2 separate regions of the Mus musculus genome follow, and region 1 is linked to region 2. The links are chromatin contacts, called in public Hi-C maps. All regions are on one chromosome and are shown on one strand. Each heading gives the region's core, a stretch centred on a gene start, on an enhancer-like site or on the middle of the called end of the contact. The rest is flanking DNA. Distances are from core to core; before and after follow the strand shown. Region 1 overlaps Rictor (RPTOR independent companion of MTOR, complex 2). Region 2 holds the start of Fyb (FYN binding protein).

Region 1 (5,936 bases), core at 3,311-5,810, 150 kb after region 2:
GTAGGATGGGAATCTTCCAAATAGCAGAAATGACTAGTCCATGTTCCCAGAGATGGGGAAGAACCGACATGGCTGGTGCACGGTCACTGAGAGGAGATCAGAGGAGAGGCAGCCAGGTATGAGCTTGGATAAAAGGATACGCTGAGGCAGTCATGTGATCTGACTTAAAAAGATCATTGTTTGGAGAGATGCTTGTCCTTGGAACAGACTCTGGATAGCACATATCACGGAGCCAGTACCAAGTGAGTGAATTAATTCTTTCCTTTTAGTCACAAGACAGGCAAGATTTTTCAGTTTTTATCACTTGAGGCTTACATATTGTCTCTCACAGAAACAAACCAAAATGGACTTGGCAGATGATGGTTGCATTAGTAACCTATGGATTTGTAAACCCTCATTTTTTAATATTTTTAGTTATCAAGGAATACCTGAGACACCATTAACTTCAGTGAATTTTCTGTTGTAGGTAGGAGTGCTACATTCATTCATTCATTCACTCATTCATTTATACAGGGAGCTACTGTGAGTAGGTATGGGCACGCTGCCAGCTTCTGGTTGAGATTATAACATAGTGCTGACCGTACTCTTAAGGAGGATTCAGTTAGTTGTATATCATTTTTTATAAAAGTGATTTTGAAAGGCTAGAGTTAGGTTAGACTGACAAAGCAGGGGGTGTGGCGAGCATTGGCCGGCTCTTTCTCTTCCCCTCAGCTCTGCACACACATGTGATCCCTGCGCTGGGCTGGGCTGGGCTGTGTTGTGCTGCTGGGTGCTTTCATTTAGATGTCAGTAGCCTTGGGAATATGGCAAAGCAGGCCATGTAGAAGTCAGGGAGATTAGTATTTTTATTCTCAGAACTTTTTTTATTTTGAATAAAACCCCAGGGTAATTTTTCTTGCTTCTGGAAGTCGCACAGACCCCGCCCCCTCGGGCCTGTCCTGCGCCCACTGTGACTGCTGTTCTTGGGATACAGCTCTTTAGCTCTTTTCGGGAGCCCTAGGGGGAATGCCTCCTAACATAGAATTTGAGGGAAATCCTTGCCTTTTGTTTTATAGCTTTTATTTATGTACCTTTGTGGTAAAGTTCGAGATTTATAGTGGGTAATATTAATTATATAGGCTTATGGTCACTTTACAACCTTGGAAACCCCAGATTTCTGGAAATTATTATTTTTTCCTCTACCAATAACCTGATAAAATGCTACCTGGCTTAAACTCATTCTTTTTGAGCCTGACTGGAATTTTATTATTAATGTTGATCTCCTGTAGCGTATCTAGTAACATGTTTTACCTAAAACAGAAAATTATAATTTATAATTAAGCAAGGCTGTCCCTAATACTATTTTGGAATACTCTAATAATTCACATTTTAAAATGATAAATGGGGGCTGGTGAGATGGCTCAGACTTTAAGAACACTGGCTGTTCTTCCAGAGGCCTTGAGTTCAATTCCCAGCAACCACATGGTGGTTCACAACCATTTAAGGGATCTGATGCCCTCTTCTGGCATGCAAGTGTATATGCAGACAGAGCACTCCTATATATTATATATATGTGTGTGTGTATATATATGTATGTGTATATATATATATATATACACATATACACATATATATATGTACACACACACACACACACACTTTAAACTTTCTCCACTACATGGGGGATTATAATCACCAGAAGTATGGAAGCAGATGTGGCAAGAGCATTGTCAGAATGTATCATGTAGACATGTTAACAATGTATCATGTAGACATGTTAACAGTGCTTCTAGGTACTCTTCTATTGCTGTGATAAAATACCAAGACCAAAGCAACTCAGAAGGAAGGATTTGTTTGGAGTTTATGGTCAGAGGGGTCAGGTTCCATCATGGGCAGGAAGCATGCATGGCAGCAAGTAGGCCAGCATGGGTGCTGGAATAGTGCTGGGAGCTCACAACTTCATTCACAGACAGGAAGCAGAGAGAGCCAACTGGGAATTCAGGTGGCTTTTGTGACGTCAAAGCCTGCCCACAGCAAAGACCTGTCTCCTGTGACTGTTCCTATAATGCCACCAACTAGTATTCAAATGCTTAAGATTGTGGGCGCCATCTTATTTAAACTACCACACAGAATATTGTGTTCTAACACTTTTATTCTTGGAAAATATAGGTAGAAATGGACCATAGTGATTTTGTTTACAATAGCCCAAAGCTTTTGGTGGTCAAAAGTTTGGATTTTTTTAATGCTATGAAGTTGTTAGGAATGTCCAAGTGAAATGTAGGAAAGAAAAACAGTCATTTTAAAATAAGTGGACCAACTTCCATTTGCACCATATATATGTATAATTTTCTTTAACCTGACTTAAGACTGTCATGAAAAGGCTTAACATTTTTCCTTTTGGGGCTTGAGATTAGCCAATACATTTTTTTGTGTGTGATGATTTTGTGCATGCCATGTTTTTGATGTTATTAATGATTATACCTAACCAAAAGATATCTGCTGAATACTAAATAGGAAAATATCTGCAAGACCTTGGTCAAAACTTAGAATATGAAGGCAAGACATAATTATGATAAAGGCTGACTTAACTATGTTAAAACATATGTAATAAGGTGTGTCAGTGATATTTACAAACCACATGCATAGATATAGTAGACTCTGGAGCCTTAATTTCCGTTTTTCATATCTCATAAGGAAAGGAATTTTGAGAAGCTGTTTTTCATTTTAAGATGAATTATTTTGATCATAGAGGTCTTATTAAAGTTGACAGGTCCTGCAACTTAAATACTTGACATCTGTTTCTGTAGTCGAAGATAAAAGTTTAGAGTTAAAGTTTCAAGGCATTGTTCTCCCTCCGTGTTAGAAAATTGATGGACATGGTGGAGAGAGAACTCTGAAGGCAGAGGGTAGGACTGAGGCTGTGTTAGAGACGGAGGGAAGACAGGCCTGAGAGGAACACTGGGAAACACAGAGAACGAGTAAGGAGAGCTCCAGGAAAGATGCGTGCCATCGAGTGACCAGGACAGGAAAGCCGTGGTCTTAAAGGCTAAAAGGGAAAGCAGGCAGGCAGCCTTTGAGCTGGGTGGATGTTGTACTCTTTAGTTCTTCAGTCGACAGCAGAGAGTAGGTGGTGAGGGTTAGGAGCAGAGAAGGAAAGAACCCATTCACTTGTGTCTGGGGAGTGCAGCAAAGAGCAGTGTCTCAAAAACAGAAAATGAAAAGGTTTTAAAGATTTCAGACAGACGTCAGAGACAAGATATGTGACAAAATAATTAGGAGAAGTGTAAGAATGAACTTAGGAATTAGAACATATGGAGCCGGGCGTGGTGGTGCCCGCCTTTAATCCCAGCACTCGGGAGGCAGAGGCAGGCGGATTTCTGAGTTCGAGGCCAGCCTGGTCTACAGAGAGAATTCCAGGACAGCCAGGGCTACACAGAGAAACCCTGTCTCGAAAAACAAAAAAACAAACAAAAAAAAAGAATATATGGAAATAGCAGAATGTAGCATGGTACTATTTCCTAGGTTTCAAACCACACTCATCTGAGTATACTGCAGAGCTGAGATGTCTTTGTGCCTCTGGGCTGTTACTAGTTTCTGAGTGTGGTGTGCCTCCCTACATTCATAGATGACACGTGTTAGACTCGGGCTGAGCTGCAGCCTCGTTTATAGAGAAAACCAAACAGGAAAGTACGTGTGAATATGCAAGGTGTGCACACAGCTCCTGAGCAGTTGTAGAGGATTTAGAATTAATCTCACTAGGTGTAGAGTTAATCTCATTATTGGGGTATATAACACAGTTAATTGTTTTTTGCATTTAGACACAGATGTTCTGTTCTTTCATGGGGTTCATTTAAATTGTGAGTTATTTTAAAGGCAAACAATTTTTCTCTTATAATAAAGGGCTCCTAATTAGAGGACTGTGGATGCCTAATTACCTTGCAATTATCATTGTAAGATATGAAGGTTGACATAGAAATGATAGCAGCACATGCAGTATTGTAGTCATTAAGCAAAATTGTAGGTTTTTTTCATATTTTCTCAAGAAAAAATACCATGAAAATTATTGTTACCAACATTTCTTTGAATGACAGAAATTTCTGTAGCCTGAAAATTGGCCTTTGTAAATTTTTTAGTACATACTTGTGCACAAAGTAAAAGTGCTTTGTGTGTTTGATTCAATCCTCTGTGTTTTGTTCTAAAACTGGGTCTTATGTAGCCCAAGATGGTTGGAACTTCCTGTGTCCAAGGTTGAGTTTTTAACACCTGCCCCTTCATCTCCCAAGTACTGGGATTACAGGCATGTGCCACCATACCTGGACAATTACGTTTTTTTTCTGGGCATTTATTTGCTACACATGTGTACTATATTCCCCAATATTATGACAAGAAAGAGGCAAAATTTAAGAAAGGACTTGATTTCTTTTTCATCTATTCAGTAGCTCTTTCTACCTAGTTCTTAGGTAACTTTTAACTTGAGAGGCTGAGGTAAAGAAGAATTTGATGTGGGTGTGCATGCATGCACGCACGCACACGAACACACCCACATCAAGTGTGTGACTCACAAGGTAAACATTAGGTGCCTTCCCTTCTTAGTTTTTTGAGACATGGCCTTTAATCTCTTCTCCTAAGCTCGCAGGTCAGTGAGCTCCAGGGACTTACCCATCTCCTTCCTGCCCTCAAGCTCTGGCATTACAGACATGCTGCTGTCACACCTGACTTTCATGTCTGTGGATACCACACTCACACTGCAGGTACTAGTTCACCATCTTCAGGCCCAGGAGTCAGGTGTTCTGATGGCAGATAATAGGCAAAAAGTTATAGTCGTTTTTTTGTTCTTTTCGTATTCCTAGGAATTGCTGCTATTTTTAAAAATTACATTTGACAAATTTGAGCAAAGCCCATTATGTTTTAATTACATTAAATATGTTTGTTCTGATTTAAAGATGTGGAACTTTTTCAGTTCAATAAAGTGTAGTTAAATATGGGGGGAAATTTTATTTTATATATATTTTTTGGCTCTTTATTTAGAAAGTTGATGAACTTTGAGCTAGCATTACTTTGATTTGTTCCTTTGTACACACACACACACACACACACACACACTACAGCTGTCATTATAGCTAATCATAAAATTAATTTGAAGTTCTATTGTAAATTCATATTTTATCATTCACAGTGCTGACCTGGAGTCCTGTCCTGTTCTTTTCTTGTCCTTTCTTTCTCTTTCTTCTTTTATTGTTATATAAATGCCAAATTTTACAAAGTCAGCCTAAAGTAGCATATTCCTGTGTTCTGTAAATGGAGACTAGTAGTCTCTAACATCTGAAACTCTAACAAAGCATTTTTTATTTTTGTTTTTAAACACTTGCTTATCATCAGCGGTGAGATCTGTGAGTCTTTATACATTGTCCCTCCTACCTCTGACACCAGTAGCAAGTCCAGGAAACAGCTTGATGGACTTTACATTTTTATGAATTTATTTATAGTAATACATACAGTTATTCATTAAAATGTTGAGTGGCTAGTGATTATTATATTTTTAGGTGTTTGTTTTTATTTCCTTGTTTGTTGCTTGTTTGCATTTTGAGATGAGGTGGTGTTTGTTTGCTTGTTTTGGCCAAGCTCTTTGTTTTTAGACACTTTCTTTGTGTGTAACTCAAGCAGGCCTTGAACCCACTATGTGGCTTAGACTGGCTTCTGAATGGCGGGTGATCAGGCAGACCTCCCAAATACTGGGAGGCACTGACACTTTCTTAGGTCTCTAACACTGTGCTACTGTCATCCTTTGTAAACTGCTTCCCACATCCCTGCACTTTGACTGGCTAGCTTCTCAGGGCTACCGGAGAAGTAAAACATGCAGTACTTAGTAAAATTAAACCTCCACTGTCACGAGTACTTTTATCGCAACAGCCTAGTTTTATTAAGAAAATAATTTCTTCCTATTTCTACTGCCCTTT
Region 2 (5,981 bases), core at 694-3,193:
CCTTTAGCTCCGACACTTGCAGGCTCTCCTGGATCTGGATTAGCAGCCAAGACTAAAGCTTCCATCCTTAATGTACAACTTCTATATTTTTGGAACTAAATGTGGCACAGTGCTTGACCGTGGCCAGAGACATTTCAAGGTTTTCCCCCTGGGATGTGCTAGACTTGAAGCTGCCACAGCGGGGAATGAATGACCTTGTTCCCCAGCAGTGCAATGAGGAGGGAGAGCAGACGATCACTAAGTGTCTTCTTTATACAAAAACAGGAAGCCCTCGGATGTGCCAATGTCCTCTACTGCTTTATACACGTGCCTGCCTAAGAGCAGCGCCTAGACGTTGTTTGCAGTGAGAAGATAAGAAAACGCATTAATATCCCCTGCTACCTGGCTCCCGAGCTGACATTCTTAATCACTTTGCTATTTCACCTTGTTTTATAAACCTAAAAGAAGCTATACATAAAGAATATGAACAATACTAGTAGAGGGGAAGGGATAATCAGAAATTCTTTCTCAGAAACAAACTTCCTTCTAAACAGAAAGAAAACTTTGGGGGGGGGGGTGTATGCGTGTACTCATGTGTGTGTGTGCACACGCTTACGTGCACGTGTGTGTGTGCGTGTGTGTGTGTGTGTGTGTGTGTGTGTGTGTGTGTACACTAAGGAGCAAACCCAGGACCTTACCCATGCTGAGCTCCTGCTCCATCACCCAGCTATATCTTCTGTCTACCATTTCATATTTCTCATCAAGCTTTAGAGCCCTGGAAGTTTTTCCTGTTTTTTTATCCTTTTGGGGGGGGGGAGTGTGGGGGGCGGGCATGATCTCACATAGCCTAGGCTTGTCTCAAACCTGCTGTGTAGCCAAGAATGACCTTAACCTTCATAAACTTCTGATCTTCCTGTCTCTACCTCCTGCATTACAGAGTACGCCACCAACCTGATTTATTGAATGCTGAGCACATGAGACAGGGTTTAGTGATGTTAGATGCTAAGTAGGTTTTCTCTCTCTCTCTCTCTCTCTCTCTCTCTCTCTCTCTCTCTCTCTCTCTCTCTCTCTCCCTCTCTCTCTCTCTGTCTCTCAGCTGAGCCTCATCTCCAGCTCAAACTCCTTGTTTTTGAAAGAAAGGGTAAAGACACCATTAATTCTCCCAGGTTAAACGGGACTATATTAACAACAACAAAAAAAAAAAAAAGGGTGACTATCTGATACCTTTACTGCATAATTTCCTAATTCTTATGAGGAAGGCAGGTGAGGCAGGACCTCTCAGAGGACTGGTAAAAGTCATTATTGAAGAGAAAGATCTGGAAACGAGGCAATTCCTTCTGCTGGCCTGTTGTTCAGCCCATGCTGTCCCGTGGGTTTAGCTCATGTCCCGTTAGTCTGCATACAGCCACACAACAGCACTCTGGATTTGCAAATAATAAGGAAACCTTCTTTCGTTTTAGAAGGGCTGGGCTGTTCTGTAACACCTCCCCGACAGCAAACGCACTTTAAACGCAACAGGAACAGGGAAGCACGGGCCAGCACACTGATGCTAAGCATTGCTTTGCTGGGTTAAAAAAAAAAGCATGTAGCCTGAGTTTACAGTGCCTACTTTCGTTTTGAAGTCCAGTTTCCACATGAGTCTCAGTTGTAAAAAGTGGGAAAATCCATTTGGTAGCCACCGCTGTATGTTTTTCAGTGAAGCAAAAAATGTAAACAAATACAGAATCAGATATCTCCAACAAGATAGCGAGGCAGACCAGGAAAGAGAAGAGAAACGTTTTTTAAGATAAATGATTGTGTCCCTGTACGACCAACAACAGAAGTTTAAACACAGCCCTAGCCTTTCCTTCGCGAGAAACATTCACAACTTGTTTTGCCATAGAGGAACTTAAATGTTACAATATCTGGTCAACCAATCAGCAGCTTGCCGGCACCCCAGCACTCTTGCCTCAGATCAGGAAACCCTTGAAGGTACAGTATTTTAAATTGCAAGTGAGATTTCTGACTCTCAGCTGGTTTTTGTTCCCTGTGCTTGTAGGATGGAAAAACAGATGTAAAATCCCTCATGGCGAAGTTCAACACGGGGAGTAACCCGACAGAGGAGGCCGCCACCAGCAGCAGGCCCTTCAAAGTTGCAGGACAAAGCTCGCCTTCTGGAATACAATCAAGAAAGAATTTATTTGACAACCAAGGAAATGCCAGCCCGCCCGCAGGACCCAGCAGCATGCCTAAATTTGGGACCACAAAACCACCCTTGGCAGCGAAACCTACCTACGAGGAGAAGCCTGAGAAGGAACCTAAACCCCCGTTTTTAAAACCTACTGGAGGGAGCCCAAGATTTGGAACACAGCCAAACTCAGTTTCTAGAGACCCTGAGGTCAAAGTGGGGTTCCTGAAACCTGTAAGCCCCAAACCCACCAGCTTGACCAAAGAAGATTCCAAACCTGTGGTTTTACGGCCACCTGGGAATAAACTTCACAATTTGAACCAAGAGTCTGACTTAAAGACGCCAGGACCGAAGCCAGGGCCCGCTCCCCCAGTCCCAGAAAACGAACTGAAGCCAGGATTCTCAAAGGTAGCTGGAGCTAAGAGCAAGTTCATGCCAGCGGCACAAGATACTGACTCCAAACCCCGATTTCCCAGACACACCTTTGGCCAGAAGCCATCCCTAAGCACAGAGGACTCCCAGGAAGAGAACACTTCTAAGAACGTGCCTGTCCAGAAAGGATCCCCAGTGCAGTTGGGCGCCAAGTCCAAGGGCGCCCCTTTCAAACCACCTAAGGAAGACCCAGAGGATAAAGACCATGGAGCACCAAGTTCACCCTTTCCTGGAGTGGTTCTGAAACCTGCTGCGAGCAGAGGGAGCCCGGGTCTCTCCAAAAACTTTGAAGAAAAAAAAGAAGATAGGAAAACAGACCTTGCAAAGAACATCTTTCTGAACAAACTGAATCAAGAAGAGCCGGCCAGATTCCCTAAGGCCCCTTCCAAGCTGACAGCGGGGACACCGTGGGGCCAAAGTCAGGAGAAAGAAGGAGACAAGAATTCTGCAACCCCGAAGCAGAAGGCCCTGCCACCCCTGTCCGTCTTGGGCCCGCCTCCACCCAAGCCCAACAGACCACCCAACGTTGACCTGACCAGATTCCGAAAGGCTGACTCTGCAAACAGTGAGTTGTTTCTCATTGCTGGTAGCTGTGGTTTGCTCACACAACTGAGTGTTTCAGCTCCTGGGGGAAACTTTAGAGCAAGGAATGATTGCATAACTGATGCTCATGTGAGTATAGGGTCAATTTTCTTTTGGCATTTTTTTTTCCGTTGTGTAGGAGGTCTGAGAGAGTAGCAAATCCAAGTTCTGGTTGAGCATTCTGTAAGAAAGGACCTTGGGGTGGGGAGCACTGACATTTTAGGGAGACAATAGGGAAGAAATATACCTATTTAACGGATAGTTGGTTTTGCTTAAGGATAACCATTGCATTTATTCCCTTGGTTGTATTTCATTTCTGTAACTTGAAGAAGTTATGCTGCCCGTTGACAGAGAGAAGAGAGTAGTCTAAGTCAGTACTCTAGAAAGAATCAAATTTGATAGCCAAAGGATGTGTGCATTCTCTGGAGGCATGTTTGATTGTCACAATGGATGAAGCTAATGATATTTTGTAAATAGAGCCACTTACTCCTGTCCTTCACAGAACTATCCAGGCCAAAATGTCAATGTTGTGAAGTTGAAACTCCTCTTCTAAGTCACTTCAAATATCTACACTGTTCATCATGTCCCCTAAGCCCAAGATTCAAATAGGACAGTGGCAGGGATTTTAGGAGACCATGCTTTGTATTCTAGCTGTTTTTGGTTTTTTTGTTTTGTTTTGTTTTGTTTTGTTGGTTTCTTGATTGTTTGTTTGTTTACTTTCCCAAAACAGAAACATCTGTACTATTCCAGTTTACAAAGGAATACACAGTTAGAAAACAAAGGCAGACAATGGGTGCCTTGTTGCCCTTCAAGAAAACCAGCCCCCGGTTTTCTTCCCAAGATGTCATTGCAATGTTTTGGCATGTGGTAGAATTTGATACTGAAAGTCTCGGTAAAGACTTGACACCCTGTGTCTTGATGAGAAAAGCTCTCCCATATTTGCGGTGATTAATATCCTAGCAAATGTTACCCAAGTGCTGTCCATTGTGAGATGGAAAGAGAATGATACTTACGAGAGACGATACCACTGTAAGTCGGATGCATCTCCAAAGTGTCATCAAGAGCAGTGGTTCTCAACCTTCCTAATGCTGCAGCCTTTGAAATCAGTTCTTCACTTTCTCGTGACCCCACTCCCAACCTTAAAACTATTTTCATTGCTACTCCATAACTGTACTTTTACTACCATTAGGAATTGTAGTGTAAATATCTGTGTTTTCTGAGGGTCTTTGGTGAGCCCTTGGAAGGTCAATCCACAAGTTGAGAGCCACTGGTCTGAATCTATGCGTGATGGTACAGGCCTGTGATTCAGGACTTGAGAGTTGAAGGCAAGAGGATCAGAAGCTCAAAGTCTTGGAACCGAGTTAGAAGTCATCCTGGACTACATGAGACTCTCCCTTAAAAAGAAACAAACAAAAACGAGTCTGATTTAAGCAGGCGTAGGCATAATCATTGTCTCTGGAAGATCTTCCCATAGGCTCTCTCTGCCTAGTACAAAGGTGAGCAAGAAAATAAGGTACAGTCTAGGCAGCGCAGGGCATTGTCACCCTTAGACTGTGCTACCTGGTTCTGACTGAGGCCAAGAAGCCATCCAATTCTACTAGAAGTGGAGAAAGATCACAGAGCCAGGCTCCCATAGCGTGTTATTCCCAACACTGGTCTCTTCAAGGGCAGTTTGTCCACAGAAAGTGCTTCTCCTCTTGAGTTACTAAAATGTGCCCAGTTTGATGTGTTTCTCTAACTCAGAATGACAGCTTGCAGGGAAACTCTAGACATCTTCTATGGCCACCAAGGTTTTCTGAGTTCACAGTCCTGTCCCCCCCCCCCCCAGCTCTGACGAATACCCTTGATAACCATGCCTGGCTAGATGTGAAGTTTCACACAGAAGAGCTTTGCAATAAGTGACTTGTAGCCTGGTGCAATTCAGGGCACTGGGCATTCACTTGCAATAAGGTGGGAAAGGAAAGAGACTGTGTGCTTTGGAAAAACTGTTTATCAATGGTGGTTCCTTTTTCAATCTTCTAAGATGTAAGGATACTGATTGGAGTCAAAGACTTTGCAGTGAAGGTAGTGACTTACTCTAAGCAGGGTACTTTTATTGTTGTTCAAGGTAATTACAACAGTGTCCAAATTAACAAAATTCTACGTAATGGTCCAGTTGGCTTTCAAAACTTCAATATCTTTCCCTCCTTCATGACCCCTTTTCCGTTTCTATATTCAGATAAATCTTTATCATTTATAGAGGACTTTTGATATAATACTATACAACCCTACTTTATTTATTCTTTCTAAGCGATGAAATGGAATTCTATTTCAGCACAATTAGGAAATTTGCCAAAGTGTAGCCTTAACTAAGCAGGGTCAGGTCTCTGTGATTGCAGTCTGTGTCCTCATCCCTGTCCTAACTCGATGCTGGCTGCCTTTCAGGAAACATAAGATCCCTTGAAATGATGAAAAAGTGTAAATGGTACCCACAGACCCCACATTCCTGTGTCTCCCTCTGTCTTTCGGTTAAAATCTGTCCTTTAAAGATTTGTTCTCAATGCCCCTGCAGGCTCCATGAGAGCAGAGAGCAGTTGGCTTCCCATTCTTCTCTCATTTCTGGAATAGAAAAAAAAAAATGTGAATTTTCATCACTTTCCGAGGTCTATCATTCTGCAGAGGCATGTTAGTAAGAAGTTAGTTAGTTGTTCTCTGCCCTTTCAGAATTAAATTGTAATATGCCCCCCACAGTTCACTAATTATTTTCACAGATTGGCTGCATATCCAATTACATGGAGCTTTGACACAAAATCATTTTGCACAAAGCATCCACCCCAAAAAT

The links. Hi-C and Micro-C count contacts between places; a contact is called where the count stands out from the background.
Region 1: a Hi-C map of group 2 innate lymphoid cells shows a contact between it and region 2, with 2.0 times the contacts expected there. The contact joins the enhancer-like site here to the promoter of Fyb in region 2. A contact is called at or near these places in 1 of 39 promoter capture datasets (macrophages), 13 of 484 Hi-C or Micro-C datasets (CD4 T cells, the G1E-ER4 cell line, the HPC-7 cell line and 9 more), 1 of 115 datasets of contacts at active chromatin or transcription factors (the SCID.adh cell line) and 1 of 9 other capture datasets (adipose tissue).

Annotation. Positions count from the first base shown.
Region 1 is chr15:6,722,056-6,727,991 of GRCm38.p6, forward strand. The region is part of intron 2 of Rictor (RPTOR independent companion of MTOR, complex 2); the gene reads left to right. Among named protein-coding and RNA genes, the nearest start is that of Rictor, 17 kb to the left of the region's middle. Within about 2 kb of position 4,561, at least 39 of the 459 cell types and tissues checked have an H3K27ac peak or open chromatin away from gene starts, as enhancers often do. A contact at or near this core is called in Th1 cells, group 2 innate lymphoid cells and regulatory T cells, where this site is marked.
Region 2 is chr15:6,577,904-6,583,884 of GRCm38.p6, forward strand. It overlaps Fyb (FYN binding protein), which reads left to right and starts at 1,944. Exons shown (of 18, transcript NM_011815.5): 1 at 1,944-3,143. The coding sequence starts at 2,045.